Linked DNA regions of Rattus norvegicus: region 2 is linked to region 1. A link is a contact called in public Hi-C data. All regions are on one chromosome and are shown on one strand. Each heading gives the region's core, a stretch centred on a gene start, on an enhancer-like site or on the middle of the called end of the contact. The rest is flanking DNA. Distances are from core to core; before and after follow the strand shown. Region 1 overlaps Nrf1 (nuclear respiratory factor 1). Region 2 has its middle 38 kb from the start of Mir183.

Region 1 (4,931 bases), core at 1,207-3,706:
AGAAACATCTAATATTGTGTATGTTAATTGTAACAAATAAAATTCATGGATCACTATGATCGAAACTGACCTGTTAGAAACTTAGAATTTCCCTTTTGTAATATAGTGTTTAATATAAAACACAATAGAAGGGATTTTCTCTTTAATACTTTTACAAGAAGGGCCATTTGTGGGCTCCCATGCTAAGGATAGGCAATCTGTGTAGTTGCAAAAAAGTCATTTAGGAACTGTACAGACTACATGGACACTTAGAAGTCAACATTCAAGGGGTTGGGGATTTAGCTCAGCGCTGGGTTCGGTCCCCAGCTCCGAGAAAAAAGAAAAAAAAAAGAAGTCAACATTCAAATGTAAAGTCAACTATGTATGTTGATTTTTTAAGTATGTAATTTATTTATGATGCAGTTGGCTTAGGAACACTTTCATTCCAGCACTCTAGAAGCAGAGGCAGACAGATCTCAGTGAGTTTAAGGCCAGCCTAGTCTAACAAATATTGTCTCAAAAAAAAATTGTTTTTAATTCTGTTGTACTTTGGACCATCGGTTGGTTTTAGTCATGTTGAATGCATTAGACATCAGAGATTTGAATATCTGATGATGATGATGATAACTCTGCTGGACAAAGGAAAACAAGCACCGAAGTACAGAGACATCAAAGATGTGAGCTTAGAGTGAGGCACCAGCACGTGTGATGGGTTTGAAATTATACGACACATTCTCCTAGGTTTTTAATGAATATCAATCCTGCTGAATATAGACAGGTTCAATAGCAAGTAGGAGAACATGGAGCACGTTCTCCATCCGCACATTCCATGAACTCTCTGGACCCCTGTGCCAATCTCTGCTGTCCATACTGAACAATAAACTATTCCTGTCCCTAAGGGACCACACAGGGAGGGTGGGAAACCCATGGCAACCATTCATTGAGCAGCAGCAGGAAGGGAAGAGGGGACCAGGGTGCAGTGCAAGGGATCTGCTTCTGAGTGTTTTCAGAGGAGTAATGAGCCTGAGCTCAGACCAGAGGGAAGCAAGCAAATGCAAAGGATTCGGGGATGGCTACAGTGACCTGTTCTAACCAGACATAAGAGGGGCCACCATTTAAAGGGCCTGAGCACAGTGAGTTTCTCTCAGCAAGGCAGTAGGACTTCTTCTGAATAGCTACCTCTTGGGCTTAGCCTTCTCTTTGGAACATGGTAGCGTACAAGTGCACACACAGTTACACACAGGAAGGAGGGGTGACAGAGGCTCAAGCAACACGGCCAAGGAAAGCAGTGCTTAGAAGCAGGTGCTGCCAATCTGCCCTCTGCCTCCCGTCCAAACCCAACAAGTTTCTTTGTTTCTTTCCCCACCCCTTCCTCCATCCATCCTTCCCTGCCTCGTTCCCTCCCTGTCTCTCTTGACACAGTCTGGCTCTGTAGGCCAGGCTGGCTTGGGAATGGGAGGGACCCCAAGGGCTGAGACAGGCATGTGTTGCCGTACTTGTCTCAAGAAAGTATTTTCAGTGATTTCTCTTATGTGCTTCCAGAGCTGCTTGACATAGACACGCTCAAATTCAAATGGAAATTCAAATAGTCCCCCTTTTTGCACAGAGAATAGCATGCTGAAACTCTCCCTATACATTATAGGCCATGTTGTGTGCGTTCATTTGGCTAAGAACATAGTGATGTTATGTTTTGACTTTTGACTGTCCTTGTTCTTTCTGCCTCAGGTGGAACAAAATTGGGCCACATTACAGGGCGGTGAAATGACCATCCAGACGACGCAAGCATCAGAGGCCACCCAGGCAGTGGCATCACTGGCAGAGGCCGCAGTGGCCGCTTCTCAGGAGATGCAACAGGGAGCCACTGTCACCATGGCCCTTAACAGGTGGAGGCAGGGGTGGGGAAGAATGGGACTGCAGGACTGTCCTAAGAAAGCCACCGCATTCCTCCTCAGTCACAGCCGACAGGGATACAGCTCTGGCTCATAAGACACTGTCGACTGGGTTGTTGTCTTCAGTCCTGGGGACGGAGCTCCCTCGGGCTTCATGCATGTCAGGCAGACATTCCAATACTGAACTATGATACTTTGATTTCTAGCCAGCCCCCACCAAGAAAAATTAAACCCTTTCTTTGGAAGAATATCTAGAAAGGGCACACTGCAGAAAGAGAGAGAGGCCTTTTCCAAAGCAGCATACATGTTCCCTTCTGGCCACTTCCTACTGATTGTTGACAGGAAAGATCATCACCCTATTGTTCTTTTTTTTTGTTTTGTTTTGTTTTTTTTTTTTGTTTTTTGGTTCTTTTTTTCGGAGCTGGGGACCGAACCCAAGGAATTTTTATTAATCATTAAGAACAGAGACCTTAAAGTCACTCTGCCCCTGCACTTGCTGGCTGGCTGACCTTGAGTAAACTCGGTGCCCAGGCTTTCGGTAGACCGACTGTAATGCCTCTCCCTGCCTTGAGGAGGCATTGTAAGAACTGAAGACGTCACTGCGGGTGAGGCCTAGCGTGTGGTCAGGGCTGCTGCTGACCACTGTGTGCAGTCGGTCCTTAGGCTCACGTGGACCTTGACCTCTACGGCAGGCCAGCACTCTTCCTGTGAGAGCGGAGCAGGGTGGAGTGTTGCAGCACAGTCTCTGCTGTCAAACCCTCCTCGTACCTGGGGAGACTTAATTTCAGTGAACCACCTAACAGTTGTTAGCATGAACATTGTAGAAATCCAGAGAGAGGAATTCAAAAGTCAGGTAAAGTGTAGATTGGAGGGAACTTTTTTGTTGTTAAACTGCTTTTTTAAAAGTTTAGATTGGGGGGTTGGGGATTTAGCTCAGTGGTAGAGCGCTTGCCTAGGAAGCGCAAGGCCCTGGGTTCGGTCCCCAGCTCCGAAAAAAAAGAACCAAAAAAAAAAAAAAAAAGTTTAGATTGGTAGGGACAGGTGGCTGGAGAGCATAGATGCAGTGCTCTGTATGAGACTGTACAGTGTGTTGTTTGAGAAGGGGGTTCCAAGGTCACATAGATTTCTGGTTTGAATCCCAGCTAAACTCTTGGTTAGCCATGAACAGACTCAAAAACCCAGTAATACAATGTGGATGACATTCTTAGAGGCACCTGCTCATGTTAACACTCAGGGAATTAAGTCTGTCTTCCTCATTTCTTCTCTTCCTTCCACCCTTCCTTCATTTCTCCCTTTCCCTTCCTCCCTCCCTCTCTTAAGCCGCTTTCTTTCCAAGGAGTCTCACTCTATACCCTAGGTCGACATAGAACTCACTCTATATCCCACACTTGCCTTGAACGTGTGATGATCTTCTTGTCTTAAAGTCTCTTGAGTACTGGGAATGTAGGTGTGAGCCACCATGCTCATGGTATTTAAATTATACAGCAAAGGGCTAGGGACTAAGATCAATTGGGGAGGCTGACCTGTGTGAGGCCTCTATTAGAATTGATTATAGTGGGATATAACTATAAAACCAGATAGGACAAGGCATACCCGAGCCCAGGTCTGCTTAAAACCTTTGAAGCCATTGATTTTGAAGGAAGTCATGGCTACGACTGGTTGGTCAGACTCTTAAGACGGAGACACAGGCACGCATTCACTCTAGTCCTCTCAGATTTACTGTGTCCTGGGGCCACTGATGTGTGCTTTTCAGAATCGTGGAAATTTAACTGCTCTTAACAGGTTAGCGTTCTTCCACTCCTTCCTTCAAGGTACTCAGATGAGTTTCCTAAAGGCTCAGAGGGAAAACCCCCTGCCTTCAGCCTGGTGTCCCCTTACTGTTTCTTTGGGTCTAAAGTAATAAGTAGTAAGCCGTCACTAAAGGACAACAAAACCAGAACTTAGAACCGACACCTTGATTCCCAGTGAAGTGTAGTATCCTGGGACCCCTGCACATAGTGGAAAATCTGAGGCATATTCTGGTTCCCTTTGCTGTGAGGATAGAGTTTATTTCTAAAGGCAGTGAGCATAATGGTATCCCCTGAGGGCTTGTTAACAAAACTGAGATGCAGCTGCAGTGTTTACTCCAGAAAGGAGGGTGTGGGTCACTGTGGCTTGAAGGAGGAGAAGAGAGATGTTGAAATCTGTTTGCAATCAGATAGTCCAATGCCCCAGTGAGTCCTAGGGTGATGTCTTGCCACTTCCGCCAGAAGCCAAGCCTGGGAGCAAAGCTAGCTGAGACCCACAGGTGAATTGAACACTTCGTCGGAAGGGTTGGGTCTCAGACAACCCCGTACTGAGGAGTCATTGTACATGCGATATGGGGACCCCTTTGTCCCATCAAAATTCATTGTTGGAAGTCCTGTTACTGAGAACACTGTTACTGTGGTAACAAAATGATTCCATAATCTGCCCTAGTCTGTTTCACGTACAGATGGACCAAGCATGGTTCTCTAATAACCACCTGCACCTCTACTGCACCGTAAACAGCAGATGTGAGTGCAGAGTGAGGAAGGAAAAGCAGGCTGTGGGGAAAGGCAGGTGGGGCCTGAGGAGGCACAGGGCTCCTTCATCCACTAGAGGGGAGGGGGCAGCTGCAGGACAGACCTGCTTTTCAGCTATGCTGTAAGAGTTTTTCAGTCAGGACAGGATCCAGAGCTGCACAGCCGTAGCCCACCCTGGCTTCATAATAACCCAGAGGGGGTATCATGCAAGAGTTAACAGTAATAGAAACCGAAATGGGTGTTCATTTTAATGCATAAAATAAAATAAAGAATAAGCTGGCACTTTTAGAAAAGAGGCAGGAAGGGGAATCATGTGAACAAATAAGGAGGAGAACATCACACACAAAAACAAAACCCAAGCAAGCCAAGCAGCAGGGAGAGGAGGCAGTGCCAACACAGCCGATGAGTTTGACACTCGGCTTCATTGGCTGGGACCTTCTCTACTTACAGACCCTCCTGCAAAGATACGGCTCAAGTCCCCCAGGGCAGCCCTGCACAGAGCTGCATGGTAGAGGTCTGC
Region 2 (4,931 bases), core at 1,451-3,950, 88 kb after region 1:
ACACACACACTCGGTGGCCAGCAGTCTTAGACAAAGAATATATACATGGGAAAACAGTTTTGTTTTGTTTTTTCCTTTTTTTCTTTATTAACTTGGGTATTTCTTATTTACATTTCGATTGTTATTCCCTTTCCCGATTTCCGGGCCAACATCCCCCTAACCCCTCCCCTTCCCCTTCAATATGGGTGTTCCCCTCCCCATCCTCCCCCCATTACCGCCCTCCCCCCAACAATCAGGTTCACTGGGGGTTCAGTCTTAGCAGGACCCAGGGCTTCCCCTTCCACTGGTGCTCTTACTAGGATATTCATTGCTACCTATGAGGTCAGAGTCCAGGGTCAGTCCATGTATAGTCTTTAGGTAGTGGCTTAGTCCCTGGAAGCTCTGGTTGGTTGGCATTGTTGTTCATATGGGGTCTCGAGCCCCTTCAAGCTCTTCCAGTCCTTTCTCTGATTCCTTCAACGGGGGTCCCGGGGAAAACAGTTTTAAAAAGATAAGTTTTGGGGCTGGGGATTTAGCTCAGTGGTAGAGCGCTTACCTAGGAAGCGCAAGGCCCTGGGTTCGGTCCCCAGCTCCGAAAAAAAAAAAAAAGAACCACAAAAAAAAAAAAAAAAAAAGAAGATAAGTTTTATAAATCAAATCGGTCAGGCCTTTTGTTTCTCTAGGTCAGTGGTGCCTTCCTTCAAATCGCTGGTATCGTCCAAGTGTCTCGTTAGGGATAGGGTTAGGGTTATTTATTCACAGTCACGCCTTTAATCTGCAATATTTCCTATAATGCCAGTCAGCTGTGCTAAGGTCTGCTTTCATTCCTGATTTTAGTAATTTGAGTTAGTTGTATTTTTTTTTTCCTTTTCTGTTTTTCGGAGCTGGGGACCGAACCTACGGCCTTGCGCTTCCTAGGCAAGCACTCTACCACTGAGCTAAATCCCCAACCCCAGTTAGTTGTATTTTTGTAAGAACTCGTTTTATTTTTATTTGCTTTTGTGTGTGTTTGTGCGCCTGTGTGCAGCTGCCCCTAGAGGTCGGAAGAGAGAGTCGGAGTCCCTCACGCTGGAGTTATAGTTCGCTGTGAGCCACCATGTGGGTGCTGGGAATCAAACCAGGGTCCTCCGAAAGATCAGCAAGTGCTCTTAGCCGCTGAGCCAGCTCCTGTTTTGTCTTGTTTTTTGTTTTGTTTTGTTTTGTTTTGTTTTGCTTTTTAACCCCCCCCCCCCCTTTTCCTTGAGCTCTTTTTGCTCGGTATGAAGAGACAGCGTTTAATTGGGGCTGGCTTACAGGTTCAGAGGTTCAGTCCATTATCATAGTAGGAAGCATGGCAGCATCCAGGCAAACATGGTGCTGGAGAGAGCTCAGAGTTGTACATCTTGATTCGAAGGCAACCAGGAGAGAGAAGGTCATCTTCAGGCAGCTAGCAGGAAGCTCTCTTCCACAATGGGTGGAACTTGAGTGCCCCCCCCCCACAGTGACGCACTTCCTTCAACAAGGCTATGTCTCTTAACAGTGCCACTCCCTATGGGCGGAGCATAGTCAAACCACCACCGTCAGTCTAGCTTAGCTAAACGTTTATGATCATTTCATGGAGCCAAGTTTGGGTGTGGATTCCTTTTTCTTCCCTCACGTCCCTTCTTTCTTTGTGTTGGGAATCGGACCCAGGGTCTTTCTTATACATGCCAGTTGAGTCCCAACCATAGTCTTTTTGTTTTTTTAAGATTTATTATTTTTATTTAAATAAGTACACTGTAACTGTCTTCAGATACACCAGAAGTGGGTGCTGGGGATTGAACTCAGGACCTCTGGAAGAGCAGTCAGTGCTCTTAACTGCTGAGCCAGCTCTCCAGCCCCCCCAACCACAGTCTTAATTATACTCATTCATGTATCCCATTTATTTCAGTGCTGGGGCTAAAGCCAGGGCCGTACATTTCCTAGGCAAATACTCTACCACTGAGCTACATGTCCAGCTTTTTCGGTAACCTGAGAAATGTCTTTTGGAAGTTCAGTGTGGTGGCACACTCCTTTAATCCCAGCACTTGGAAAACAGAGGTAGTTTGATCTTTGAGAGTTCTAAGTCAGTCGGGTCTACAGAACGAGTTTAGGGGTACACAGAGCAAAGTCTCTTTGGTTGTTCTTGTTTTGAGACAAGAGTTTTGCTTGTGGCCCAAACTGGTTTTGATAAAACTAATAATCCCCCTGTCTCGGCTTCCTGGGTATAACCTATGCCACCATGGCTGGGTATATATCTTCTTAAAGCTCAGCATAAGGACCTTCCTACCTGGCCCTTGTCAGTTTGTGTACTCTAATATAATGATAACAACAACATCATTATACAGGCTTTGCCTCAATAAGCCACAGTCCCTCATTTACATTTATGTATTCATTGTGGGGGGAGGGGTGTGTGCATGGCATGGCCTTGTGTGGAGGTCAGAGGTCAGCTTTCAGGAGCAGGTTCCTCTTCTCCCATCAAGGGGATTGAACTCAGGTCCCCAGGCTGGGGGCGAGTGCCCTTTAGAGACTGGGCTGAATCATAAGAGTGTCATCCAATTTCCCACCAAAACTAAGAGGCCCGGTCCTCAGGAACACGGGCTGCAAATGGCAGGAAGCTACGGAAAGCTGGCCGAAGGGCAGAGAAACTTCAGCTGTCCACCGGGGAGAGGCGGGGCAGCTTGCAGGCAGGCCCTTCTTGGCCACTGCCAACTGGGACCAAAGGCCCTTCTCTTCCCCCACTCTGCCATTCTCTGAACTCAGAGTAGAAAACCTCCTTGGGAGGGAGGGAGAGGGAACTCCCGGGATCCACATGGCAGGCAGAGAGAGTAGAGCAAACCGCATTGTGTCCCTGTCACCGGAGGGAACAGATGCTGGGCAGGCAGTGCAGCTATAGCCGGAGAGGTCTTCATTCCGGGGCTCCGTGTAAGTGAATTACTGGCAGGGGAACAACTTGTCCTGAGCCATGCGCTCCTTTCCAGGCCCTGCACCCCCTAGCCGCACAGTTGGCAGCAGTGCTGGGCCAGCCCCCTGTCCTTAGGGGTCCTCTGCTTGTTAGGGCCTGCCAGCTCACCCTGAGGTCCTCCAGGCAGGACAAAGGCCGCCTCCTTCAGGCCAGTCTGGAAATGACTGCTCTCAGTCCGGGTGTGGGCACTGTCGGCTCTAACCACACAACGCTACCTCCCCCCATCCCCCATTCCTTACTGTTAGCACGCCCGCCCGCCCGCCCGTGTGTAAATAAAGACCTTAGTGTTTTCAGGACTTTAAATTGTTCTCAACTCGGCATCTTTAGATAGTGTCTCACTCTATAGCCCAAGCAGGCCTGAAGAACATGCCGCTCAGGTTGGTCTGGAACTGGTGGCAATCCTCCTGCATCAGCCTCCCGAGTGTTGGGATTACAGGTGTGAACCACCAAGTTTGACAAAAACAATCACTTGTGGCTAGGGATGGAGGCACACATCGTGGGAAGCAGAGGCTGATGGATTTCTGAGGTTGAGGTTGGCCTGGTCTACAGAGTGAGTTCCAGGACGGCCAGGGATACACAGACCTGTCTCAAAACCCTCTTCCCCAGCCCAAATAAATAGCTGTGGGAATACTATAATCAACTCAAGGGGCATTCATGATGTTGGTTCGTTTTTTTTGTTTGTTTTGATTTTGTTTTTTTAAATATTTATTATATATGAGTATACTGTAACTGTCTTCAGACACACCAGAAGAGGGCATCAGATCTCATTACAGATGGTTGTGAGCCACCATCTGGTTGCTGGGATTTGAACTCAGGACCTCTGGAAGAGCAGTCAGTGCTCTTAACCATCTTCCCAGCCCCCTGATTATGGTTTTTTGAGACAGGTTTTCTGTGTAGCCCTGGCTGTTCTGGAACTCACTCTGTAGACCAGGCTAGCCTCCAATTCAGAAATCTGCCTGCCTCTGCCTCCCTAGTGTTGGGATTGCAGGTGTGTCCTACCCTGCCCAGCTACTTTGTTTCTTTTCAATGGTGAAGTCAGAGGACAAACTTGCCAGAGCTGATTCCCTCCTTCTACCCTGTGGGTCCCAGAGGTGAACGCAGGTCCTCAGACTCAGAAACAGATGCTTTTACCAACTGAGCCATGCTTTCAGACCTGACGATATACACTTATATTTACATGTTATTTATTTTTTTTTTTTTTGGTTCTTTTTTTTTTTCGGAGCTGGGGACCGAACCCAGGGCCTTGCGCTTCCTAGGCAAGCGCTCTACCACTGAGCTAAATCCCCAACCCCTATTTACATGTTATAATATGTATTATTAGGGGTTGGGGATTTAGCTCAGTGATAGAGCACTTGCCTAGCAAGCACAAGGCCCTGGGTTCGGTCCCCAGCTCTGAAAAAAAAAAAAAAGAAAAAATATGTATTATTATCCCTGAGTATATGTATGTATTCCACATGCATGTAGGAGTCGATGGAAGCCACAAGATAACCCGAGGTTGGAGTTACAGATGGTTGTGGGCCACCACCCTGTGGGTGCTGGGAATCTAACCGGGGTCCTTTTGCTAGATAAACACTTATAATCCTGCCCCAGTTCACGTGCAATTAAAGAAAGGAAAACAAAAAGCTAACTTGTTCCATCAGTTTCCAAAAACAGAAGTCCACACGTTGCCTTGGTAGAGGACTATGTAAGCTGGTGAAAAGTACACCTAGCTCAGGGCAGGGCACGTGACTCTGTTTGTTTTCGGGGATATAGTGGGAGTTGAGACTTCCAAGAAGACTCCTTATTGGTAGCAAGCACCTTTTTTTTTTTCTTCTTCTTCATTCTTCCCTTCACCCAGCAACCTACTAGAACTTGAGATGTGATTTCTGGAGCTCTCGTAGCTGTCTTGAACCTTGTGATGACCTTCCGAATAAATGACAGTGAGAGCTACAATGGGAGGACACTAGGCAGAAAGATGGGAACCTAACACCTGTTTCAGTCTTACTTCCCA

The links. Hi-C and Micro-C count contacts between places; a contact is called where the count stands out from the background.
Region 2: a Hi-C map of kidney shows a contact between it and region 1, with 4 times the contacts expected there. The contact joins two enhancer-like sites. A contact is called at or near these places in 3 of 12 Hi-C or Micro-C datasets (Schwann cells, kidney and liver).

The regions. Positions count from the first base shown.
Region 1 is chr4:59,703,970-59,708,900 of GRCr8, forward strand. Nrf1 (nuclear respiratory factor 1) reads left to right here. Exons shown (of 12, transcript NM_001100708.1): 10 at 1,705-1,862. Among named protein-coding and RNA genes, the nearest start is that of Mir182, 46 kb to the right of the region's middle. Within about 2 kb of position 2,457, at least 3 of the 93 cell types and tissues checked have an H3K27ac peak or open chromatin away from gene starts, as enhancers often do. A contact at or near this core is called in kidney, where this site is marked.
Region 2 is chr4:59,792,136-59,797,066 of GRCr8, forward strand. No RefSeq gene overlaps it. Among named protein-coding and RNA genes, the nearest start is that of Mir183, 38 kb to the left of the region's middle. Within about 2 kb of position 2,701, at least 6 of the 93 cell types and tissues checked have an H3K27ac peak or open chromatin away from gene starts, as enhancers often do. A contact at or near this core is called in kidney, where this site is marked.